3 separate regions of the Mus musculus genome follow, and regions 2 and 3 are each linked to region 1. Evidence: chromatin contacts called from public promoter capture Hi-C data. All regions are on one chromosome and are shown on one strand. The core of a region is the stretch at or near the end of the contact, and the rest is flanking DNA. Distances in the headings are between cores, read along the strand shown.

Region 1 (3,531 bases), core at 481-2,980:
GCAACCCCAGGTTCAGACACCAAGTCAAACTTGCCTGCCACCATTTTTTAAAAAAATTTATTTATTTTATGTATATGAGTACACTGTAGCTGTCTTCAGACACACCGGAACAGGGTATTGGATCCCATTACAGAAGGCTGTGAGCCACCATGTGGTTGCTGGGAATTGAATTCAGGACCTCCAGAAGAGCAGTCAGTGCTCTTAACCTCTGAGCCATCTCTCCAGCCCCCTGCCACCATTTCTTACGAGTATAGAGACGAGTTTTAGTTGATTGACAGAAGCAGCCAACTCAATCAAGTTCAAACACAGGTTTTAAGCAGAAAGGAAGATTTTGCAGCTCACCTGGCATTGGCAAAGGAGAGCTAGGTTTGTGTCTCTGTGCACAGAACTTTCCTAGGACAGTCTTTTCCTCTTCCCCTCTTTTATTTATTTTTATTTTATCTTATTTTTTTCAAGACAGGGCTTCCTGGCTGTTCTGGAACTAGCTCCGTAGACCAGGCTGGCTTCAAACTCCATCTGCTTCTGACTCCCAAGCGCTTTAATTAAAGGCGTGCGCTGCCACCACCACCATGACCACCAAGCTCATCCCCCTCTCTTAAAAAAGACATTTTCACTTTATGTGTATGGGTGTTTTCCCTGCATGTATGTCCACGCACCACCACAAACACGTTCCGGAGGCCAGAAGGGGGCGACAGATCCCCCTGGACCCAGAATTGCAGGCGAGGGTGCTGCAAATCCAGCACAGATTCCCATAACCTCTAAACTATCTCTCCAGAAAGGCCCTTATATCTCCTGTTTTTTGGACACATGGTTTCCTGATGAAGCCAAGGAGACTGGACTGGAATTCATGAACGACCTGCTTCAGCTTCTCAAGGGCCGAGACTCTTTATACACGTACACTGACGACTGGACTCGTCTCTCCTGAGATTGCTTTCATTCATTCTCCAGATCTTGCAGGTGGAGGGAACACGATGCTAATAGGTGGCTTGTCTTTCAGTTCTCACAGAAAACTAAACTCATCAACAAGCAAGCCTAGTCCTCCCCCTTTAATCTCCTGGTCAAGGACCTTGCCTCTCCTACAAGTGTCCATTCCTGTATTACTGCAAGAGGCCTGGCCAACCCCCTGACCTCCAGGGCGATCCAACTTCGCAGGAAGGTGACTCAAGCTGGAACTTTTTTTTTTTTTTTTTTAAATGCAGGTGTTGGATATCCCATCCATCCAATGGTGAAATATCTAGCTGCCCCTTTTTGCACTAGGAACTTAAAAAAAAAAAGCCTGTAAAGTCTTTCCCTTGGCCACCATAAGATTGGCAGGGTGAGTGGCGAAGCCATGACACTCCTCCATCCCCCAGCTCGGTCCTCTAGTTTGGGAGACTGGCTGGACAAGGCCTGAGCTCCACTGGTTTGCTTCAGGCAGACTGAGCTGGACCACGCCCCTGACCCTCGGAGTTAGGCTCTCCCAAGGGTGAGGTCCAGGTCTCCCTTCATTCCGGGGCTTCAGTTCCGACGGGGAAGTATGCCCTAATCCTGACCGGTGGTGCTTCAGGTCGAAATGTCGGCCGCGGGACCAGGGTAGCTGACCCGCCCCGGCCGCCGTAAGCTTCACCCGCCCAAAGGGTTGAGCCGGTCCTTGAGCATGAGGTAGTAGGCGGGGCAGCGCCCTCTGGACCCGCCCCATGCGGAGTGGCCCAATGGAAGCGCACTGTGCCAGGTCCCGCCTACACGGGAGGGGCAGAACTGCGCAGGCTCCTGAAGCGCCCGGGCGGGCCGGCTGGCTGGGAAGATGGCGGCGGAAGCCCTGGTCAGCGGCGCCGCAGAGGAGCGGGCCCGGGGTGTCCCAAGTGTGCAGCTTAGGGCCAGCGCCGGGCCATGAGCGCGCCGCCATCGAACCCTCGAGCCGTGGAGCCCGCCTGCGCCCCTTGCCATGGCGCGGCTCGCGGACTACTTCGTGCTGGTGGCGTTCGGGCCGCACCCGCGCGGTGAGTCTCAGCGCCGAGGGGGACGAGCTGGGGGGGACTGAGGGACTGGGACTGAGGACTCGAAGCTAAGAAGACCCGGCCGGAGGCAGGGTCAGGAGTTGGGGCCGAGCTCTCGGGGCTCTCGAAAAGAGGCCTCCGTAGTTATTGGCCACGGTGGCGTCGGGGCAACCCGCGAGGACCCCGGACGACATGGCCTGTGTAAGAAACATCCCTCCTACACCTGGGCACCTGCGTCGCTGTTCCGAGGTGGGCAGGGGCGTGTCGCTCGGGCGTGGGAGGCTGGAGGACCCTGCTGCAGTTCGGTCTCCCCGATTCCAAGTTGGGTGGGATGGGCTCACCCCGCCTTGGCCGCCTGCCGGTGGCTGGGTCTGGGAATTTCAGAGAGGGGGGCGGAACGTTTTCGTCTTCCAGCTTCTCTGACCCAGTGCTAGGTCTGAAGCCTCAAGCACCGCTTGATGGGGTGCAGTGGAGGGGGAGGGGTTCGTCGGTGGTATGGAGCCGGACTTCAGACGAAAGTGTCACACTTGGAGGAGAGCATTCCTGGTGTTCAAGCCTCTAAGCCAGGCCCCTCAGCGGGGGATCAGTGTGGTGATCTAGGAGGCCCTGATCTGGAGTCAGCACCTGTGTCTGAGAGCCCTTCAGTCCTGGGGGTAGGAGAAAACGGAGCCTGACAGTGACATCAACCACAGCCATGGAGACAACAGTGTTGGGGGGTGTTGGCTGGAGTCCTCAGTGTGCCAGGCCCTGCACAACCCTTTGTGTGTATGATCTCATTTCTCCCAATAGCCCACTGAGATTGCCTTGCTGTTGCCCTATCTTCAGCATAGAATCTGGCATAGAGAAGTTGAGTGTGTGGGTCTGGAATGGAGGCTGGGACTTGTACTCTGGCTGTCAGAGTCCACCTGCAGAGGGGCGGTATCTTAGGGACAACTGTGGCCAGATGAGGTAGCCCCTTAATCCCTAGATGTAATGCTTCCTACCGTGTTCCAGTTATCTATTCCACACAGTTATTCTGCTGCTTCTCAGACCAGCTGTCACTGTCACCATTCAGGACCCAAACTTTCTTCTTTGCCTTTCTTCTTGCTAAGTCTCCACTAGGACTGTTCCTTTGTTTAATGTCCACATGATGGACCCTGTATGCACTGGAAAACACCACCACCACCACCACCACCACCACCACCACCTCTGTCTTCAGATCTGTTCAGTACCCTCGCTTCTTTCTGCTCTCATGTATTCAAGTCTATATCTTTTGGCACTCAGTCCCGAGCATCTGTCTTTCCCTCCAAAGAGGGAGTTCTCAAAGGCAGAGACCACATTGTGTTCATCCCCCTGTCCTCCTTGAGCAGGAGGCTTGCCACCAGTGTTGTACTGGCACACACAGGGAGAACCTGTGCTCCAAGGCATAAGTGAAGGCCAGTGAGGTGCCTCCTCTGGAACGGAGGAGGAGTACTGCTGGAGAGTGAGGAAACCAAGCTGGCTGAGGGCTGGCTGGGGTCTCGGGCTGGGCGCTGGGCCAGGGCTGGAGGAATGGAATGGACTTGGATGGTGGTGA
Region 2 (3,531 bases), core at 477-2,976, 580 kb after region 1:
GGTAAATCTCTTGAGTTCAAGGCCAGTCTGCTCCACAGAGGAAGTTCAGGGATATACTGAGGGGCCTTGTATTGAAAAACAAAACAAACAACAACAAAATGACTATTTTCCAGCCCATAGTTTGGCTACAGTGGGATAAGAGTAGTGGCCAGCCAAAAGCTGCAAGGCACAGATGAGCAAGTCTGCCTTGTCCCAATAACTGTTTGGTGCCACATCCTGAGCTGTGAGCCTGCCCTGCCTGTCATGGGCGGGGAGGAGAGCAGCTCTGCTCACGAATGAAAAGCTCTTCTGTTTACCTGAGAGGTCCAGGCTAATGTCACAGGCACATGACTAGTGCTTCATCACCATGACACCTGTCATAAGCCTTCCAAGGCAACCAAAGAACTACCCAGTCTTCACCCCCATTTCAAAATACTTACAGATGAGTCTCATAATGAAAATTCTCTAGAAGCCACTAACTTTTAAACTAAGGACAAAGTAGACGGAACAAGCTGGAGAGTAAGACCAGTGTCCCTAAGCACCAACCCAAAGGGCCCTGATTTCAAAATCTTCAAGCCTTTTACAGCAGAGGTTCTCAGCCTGTGGGTCACAACCCTTTTGGTCCTGCATATCAGATATTTACATTCATAACAGTATTGAAAATTATAGTTATAAAGTAGAAGTGAAAGAATTTGATGGCTGGAGGCCATCACAGCATTGATCAGCAGCAATAGGACTGTTGAGAACCACTGCTGTAAGTGTTACCAGCTCCTTGGTAGGGATGTCAATGCTTAAATACTTCTATGAGTACAATGCTTATAAGAGGAAGGCCTAAGTCATGGGTGGTGGGCCATGCCTTTAGGGAGGCCGATCTCTGACTACATAGTGAGTTACAGTCAGAATTACATAGTGAGAGTCTGTCTCAAAACAACAAAACCAAAAATCAGGCAACCAAACAATCAAACCACCACCACCAAAGTAAGTAAGAAAGGTAGACAGACAGACAGAAAGAAAGAAAAGAAGAGGAAAGCCTGAGTTGGAGGCATGCCCCCAGACCTGGCTGCCCATAGTTTGAGATTGCTACTACTTGTCCCAGTCACTAGTCATCCTCAAGTCCTTTCCATACCCTCCTCTACCCAACCACTGACCTCGTGCCCTTGTTAATGCCTTTCTAGTGCCACCTTAGGGTTCCCCAGTCCTAGCCATTTATTCCTCAAATAAATCCACCCTTGTTTGGTGATCCCCTCCATCACGGCCCTCATTTCCATTCCCTCCTAACTCATCCTCCGTGAACCACGCTGGTCACCAGACACTATCAGAACCCCACTTCCCCCCCTTAGGATGCATCTCTTGATTCTCTCAAAATACCACTCCCTTGGAAAGCAAGCACTCTCAGGAAACTCCACCTGGCTCTCTAGGGTCAGCATTCTTGCTCTACTCAGTGCCATTGACCCCATAGTAAACACCATTCATCTGGTTACCCTTCTCTTACAGCAGCAGTCCTTCATCCTCAGGAACCCTAGCCTGTCTCCCCCAGAATTCTCCTCCTAGTCACCCCACTTTTGTAGCACTCCTCCCCCATCCGGATCCCCACCCTAACACCCTTCCTGGTCACCCCACTCTCTCCTTCGCGTCCCGCCCCGCCCCCTTATCCCGGCTTGGCGCGGCGCGCGTCGTGGCGGCGGCGGGCGGGGCGCGTCTCGCACGCAGCGCGCCGGGCGGAGCGCTCGCCGCATTGTTTGCTTCGCTGGGGAGCGAGCAGCGCCTCGGCAGGCGTCCGAGCAGCTCCGCGTCCGCGTCCTCCGCCCGGCCGGGCCCCGAGCCGGCCTCAGCCGGCCGTGCCGGCGCCGCCGACCCCGCCCGAGCCGCGGCGCCCTGCGGGCCCGGAGCCGCTGGCCGAGCGCGCCCCGGAGCCCGGCGGGGCACGGCTGCGCGGCCGTTGGCGGAGGAGCCGCGGCGCCATTAGCGCCGCCTCGGCCGCGCCGGCCTCCGCGCCCGCCCGCCCGCCGGGCTCCCGCGGCCGCGGCGCCCCCGAAGGTGAGTGTCTGACGGTCGCCGTTCGCCGCCCGCCTCGCCGGCCGGGGCGGAGGTGCAGGCGCCATGTTTGGAGGCGGCAGCGGCGGCTCCGCATTGTCCGCGGGCGGGGAGGCCGGAGAGTCGGGGCGGCGAGGCCCCGAGGCCGTGAGGCCTGGCGGGCGCGGGAGCCGGAGGGACCGAGAAGGCCGGGCGGACGTGCGCCGCCGTGAGCCGGCGCGGCCGGGGACGCCGGAGATCGGTGCCGGCGGCTCGCCCAAGAGGCCGGGTTCGGGAGGCGAGGCCGCGGCGAGATCGCGGAGGCGGAGGCCGCAGCCGGGTGGGGGCGGAGAGGGACACGGAGGCCGCGGCGGGGTCGGGGAGACAGAGGAGTAGAAGGAGGCCGCCGCGGCGCGGGAGGCGCGGCCAAGAGAATGGAGCGATCGGCAGGGCTCAGTAGGCGGGGAGGCCGCCGGGCCGGGCGGGCGGGCTCTGGGCAGCTCGGCTGTCTGGGCGGCTGGGGCGGCCGAGGGGCCGGGCGTCGGACAGCGGAGGAGGCGGAAGGCCTGGGGTCTCGTGGCGTCTGCCCACGTCCTCGCCCGTAGCCTTGGCGGTGCGGAGCGGGTCGCATTATGTAACAGATCGGTCCGATCTATTTTGCCAAGACAGGAAACTCCCTTGAAGAGGGACGGGCTCGGAAGATTTCCTAAGTGGAGCGGGGCCTGGTATCTCCGGAGCAAGCCCGCAGCTCCGCCACAACTCCGTGGATGAGTGCAGGAAACGCCGAGAAACGAGCGCGCGTGCGCGGCTTTCTTGGGCCTTTAGGAGAGAAGCAACTTTCCTGTGCGCTTAATTTGCAGAAAACGCAGCTCCTCATGGTGCCCTGCAGTTGTGACACACTTACACACACCTAGGAAACGGCCCCCCTTCATGGAGGACATTCACTTCACCCAGCTGCGACTGTTTTAGAGTATCTGTCATCTGGTAACAAGTAGTTACAGAATTTCCCTATTACTTAGTTACTGTTTTATCACTTGTTGGGTCGCGTGCACTGTCCTGAGTCTGTGTTTTTCTCTCCGGATGGTCACCTTAGAGTAAGGTGTGTCTCTTTCCTGTGTGCTTTTACGGTGAGGGGTGGAAGCTAGGAAGAGTTTAAATGGCTTGTCCGCAAACCGGGCCGGAAATGAACGGAGCTGATTTTGAGCATGGAGTCTTTCCCCTCGTTTTGCCGGCAAAGCTTTTTAGGATGCGTTTAGCCCAGTGATTTCTGGAGAAGCATGCTTGTTGCCTTTGCTGATTCCTCCGTGGAGAGATGCTTGTTCCTGCATAGAGCCAGAGGGGTAAAGTGCTGGGTATATGAAAATGAGGAAGTAGATGAGATTGTTGGTCACTGTGCCGGGCAGTACTGTTACATGTCCGCTTTCCCCTGGTCACAACTACCTTTTCAAATTACAGAGTAGCTGTGGCCATTAAGTATTAGGTTCAGTTCTTGTAGAAAAGTGGTTTAAAGACAGTCCTTCAGTGCTCACTAGAAGAATG
Region 3 (3,531 bases), core at 328-2,827, 560 kb after region 1:
CAGCTATCTATAATTTCAGTTCCAGGAGGATCTGACATCCTCACACAGACAGACATGCAAGCAGAACACCAAAGCACACCCAATTAGTAAATAATTTTCAAAAATTATTTTGAAGAAGAAAAACGGAGTCCCTCTTCTGGGGCTAGAGAGATGGCTCCTCTTGAGATGATTAAGAACAGTTCCAGAGGGCCTGGGTTCAATTCCATTCAGTCACAGGCAGCTTACAACCGAAACTGTAACTCTAGTTATAGGGGATTCAACATTCCCTCAGAGACATACTTGTAGGTGAAACACCAATGAACATTAAAAATAAGAGATTAAAAAAAGTTCCCTCTTCCAAAATATGTCTAGGTTTGTGTAAATTGATGAAAACCTATCAGCACACTGAGACTTTGAAACTTCCTAAAGATTCAAAAAAATTTTTAACTAGATCTTCTCATGAAAATAAAAGCCACACAAAAAGTCTATATAAAAATTTATATAGAAAAAAGTTTATATAGATTACAGAAAGCATGCACCAATGTCTTCATGCACAAGCCACTCCCTCAGGGTGTAGAGCCAAACTTGTAGCTTCTCAATTCTGCTTAGCATGGAATTAATTCGTGCCTTGCAACTACGTTTATTCAGAGTACTAAAAAAAAAAAAAAAAAAAAAAAAACTCAAAACTAAAATTTCCCTGGTCTTATTAATTTTTATCACCACGATATAAAGGGGAAAATTTCTTTCTTCCTACCAAGTCACAAGAATGTACTTGCCTTGGCTGACTGGCTTTACGAAGCCAGAAGGCACAAGTGTCCTTTTAAAAACTACACTTAATCTTATCCTAATTAACTTCAAAAACAAATGACTTCCCTTTTTACAAACGCCAGAACCGCGACAGCCGCTCCTCCTGAGGCTCGGCGCTGCAGGGACTTGAAAAGACGCGCTGGAGCCTCGTGAGAACCTCCAGACGGAGAGCGAGGACCCGCAGCCATCCCGGGCAGAAGCGAGTGGGTCGCACCAAAAAGGACAAAAGGAACAAAAAATGACGGCAGGTACTGCGACCGTGAAGACGCTACGGAGCCAAAGCGTTGAGTTAAGTTTCGTTAAGCCTCCGCGGTCAGACCCAGACGCACACGCTTCAAGCTAGGCAGGCACCAAGAAGCGTGACACCGACCCGTGTCACCGCCGTGCCGCCTGCCTGCGCCCCTTCCTGGACACGCGCGCCCACCGGCACCGGCTTGGGGGACGCCACGACGTGGCGGGAGCCCGGCACCTGACGAAAGGTCCCACGGGGCGTCCCGCGGTCGCTCCCCTCCGCGGCCTGGGCCCGCCCGCGGCGCGAGGCGCAGCTGTCAGAGGCCGGGCCGGGCTGGGCCGGGCCGGGCGCAGTCTCGGGACACAGCCTCCACCCGGCCCGCCGCGCACGGACAATGGCGCGGTTCCCCAACCCCTGCGCGGCGCCGGCCGTCGAAGACGCCACTGGAGCGTCCCGCGCGCACTCACCTGAGGCGCCGGCTCCGCGCTGCGCTGCGCGGGCCCGCGGGCTGCGAACAGCGCGACGGGCGCGCCCATTCATTAGCCGCTTTGTCTGCCCCCGCCGCCCCTCCCGCCGCCCCAGCCCCGCCGCCCGCGACGCCGCCGGACGCTGCGCCCCTCCCAGGGCCCCGCGCGGGTCGGGGGCGGGGCCCGGGGCGGGGCTGTCGTGCGCAAGCGCAGTCCGTGCGCACCTGCCCCGCCTTGGGGGGGGATGCCTAGAGTACGGCTGGATGGGCCCCGGCTAGGCAAACGGGGCGGAGCTACGAAGACTACGCAGGCGCAGTTTCCCCTCGCCCCATCTCCGGAGGTCAGGTTACTCCGGCGCAGTCTCACACACACGAGGTCTGGTCGCTGGCCTCCTCCGTCAAACTACGCAAGCGCGGTCTGGCGCACCTGCCCTGTCGGGCGTTCGGTCCGAAGACTACGCAGGCGCAGTCGCCACGGCGGTTGGTTGGAATTGCTGCGCGTTTGAGAAGCGCGCGTTCTCAGTGGTTTCTTCTTAGGGCTTGGCCGTTAGGGTGGTCCTGCGCTCTCAACGGCTGGCCGCGGAGCTTCCGGGCTTGTGGTCAAGGCGGGCGCCTTCTCCGGGGGCGTTGCGCGCAACCACTTTCAGTAGCCCTTGGGTGGAGGCTAGACACAGCAGGTGCTAGCTGCTCAGGGCCTGGGGCCATGTTTGGGTAAAAGAAATAAGGAGCTGAACATTGAACGCCCCAGTTCAGATGCCTGTGCGGACCATGTAATTTCTGCAGGTGGAATTTATCCCAGAGGTCCTTCTCTGATGACACTTTAGACCACAGCTTGTTCTCTTATGCGGGAGTTCTGTCCTACGCCCATCTCCTGTTCTGCGTGTTTAGGAGTTTCCTTCTGTGATTGAGGTGGTGGTGGTGCGGTCGGGGGAGGCGTCGAGTGCTGATGTCACACCTTGCTTACCCTGATTCACCATCACTGGTCAATGGACATGGTTTGGGATTCTGTGTCTTTAAGTTCAAGGGAAGGTGGTTGGGCTGCCAGTGCACTGCTGGTGGAAGTCATCATTGGTGTGGAACCCTGAGCCTGGCTTCTGTCTTCTTCGCCTTCCATTCAGGGAAGCTGATGTTTGTGGTGGAGGTGGTGGCTCCATATGAGACTCAATGGGGAACAGCAGAAAGACCTGGGTGGAGGTCCTCAGCTAGCAGGTTCCCGTAGGGTACAGAAGTTTTTTCCCAGTAACCTTCCTCTCCTTGTTATGCCCCTCGTACCCTACACCCCAGAGGAAAGAGAACATCTGCCTTCATGAAGGATTTCCGAAGCCCCAGGAGAACTGTTGAGACATGGGTTCTTGAGCTATAGAGCTAAGGGGTAGCGCCTAGAACAAGTAAAGTAGCTAGGAGAGAGTTTGAGCTTTAGCTTAGGATGTCTCAGCCCAGCCGGAAAGTCTTGACGAGCTTCCATTTGTTTATACAGAAGCACCTGCACAAACTCTTCACCTGGAGATGGCCCCTCTGTGCTCCTAGCCCTGCACAGGCTGTGCAGGGGAAGAAGGAAAACGGGAAGTAGAAGACAATGAGGGTGCTTGCCTGGAGCGCACGGAGCAGGCTTACCCTTCTGGAACTTGAATAGTGTCAAGATGTCGAGGGGTTTTGGAGGGTTAGGAAACTGCGTGTCCACAGAGACCGTGTAAAAGGCAACCGCCACCTTAGACAAAAGATGGTAACACTTGAAATTCTACCTGGCTCTTATTTGCTATGTTAGAATGAGGCAGTAGGTCTAGCAATGGAGAGGTGGATGCTACAGGCAGAGCATCAGCCCTTCCAGAGGGACTGTCCCTGAGAACGGGGAGATCAGGCAGTCCATCTGTACTCATACCCGATTTCCAAGAAGACAGGAAACCTCAGGACAAGGGTTTGCCTACTATATGATCCAGGGCAGAAATCTAGTCCCTTGTTTCTAGGTACGAAGGAGCCCCTCCCCCCAAAGGTAACCAGGCAGAAGGCACAAAGGTCTTCACAGTCTGCTCCAGAATGACCAGTCCTT

The links. Promoter capture Hi-C pulls out the DNA fragments that hold promoters and counts their contacts.
Region 2: a promoter capture Hi-C map of liver shows a contact between it and region 1. The contact joins the promoter of Brd1 here to the promoter of Sbf1 in region 1. A contact is called at or near these places in 16 of 39 promoter capture datasets (the 3T3-L1 cell line, 3T3-L1-derived adipocytes, the C10 cell line and 10 more), 4 of 115 datasets of contacts at active chromatin or transcription factors (double positive thymocytes, embryonic stem cells, memory CD8 T cells and 1 more) and 2 of 9 other capture datasets (adipose tissue and liver).
Region 3: a promoter capture Hi-C map of liver shows a contact between it and region 1, with 4 times the contacts expected there. The contact joins the promoter of Zbed4 here to the promoter of Sbf1 in region 1. A contact is called at or near these places in 13 of 39 promoter capture datasets (the 3T3-L1 cell line, 3T3-L1-derived adipocytes, the C10 cell line and 6 more), 1 of 484 Hi-C or Micro-C datasets (embryonic stem cells), 2 of 115 datasets of contacts at active chromatin or transcription factors (double positive thymocytes and memory CD8 T cells) and 1 of 9 other capture datasets (liver).

What each region holds. Positions count from the first base shown.
Region 1 is chr15:89,313,510-89,317,040 of GRCm38.p6, reverse strand. It overlaps Sbf1 (SET binding factor 1), which reads left to right and starts at 1,730. Exons shown (of 41, transcript NM_001170561.1): 1 at 1,730-1,979. The coding sequence starts at 1,925.
Region 2 is chr15:88,732,414-88,735,944 of GRCm38.p6, reverse strand. Brd1 (bromodomain containing 1) reads left to right here and starts at 1,726. Exons shown (of 13, transcript NM_001033274.3): 1 at 1,726-2,016. It overlaps Gm41377 (a long non-coding RNA gene), which reads right to left and starts at 1,824. Exons shown (of 3, transcript XR_875560.2): 1 at 1-1,824.
Region 3 is chr15:88,749,757-88,753,287 of GRCm38.p6, reverse strand. Zbed4 (zinc finger, BED type containing 4) reads right to left here and starts at 1,577. Exons shown (of 3, transcript NM_181412.3): 1 at 1,486-1,577.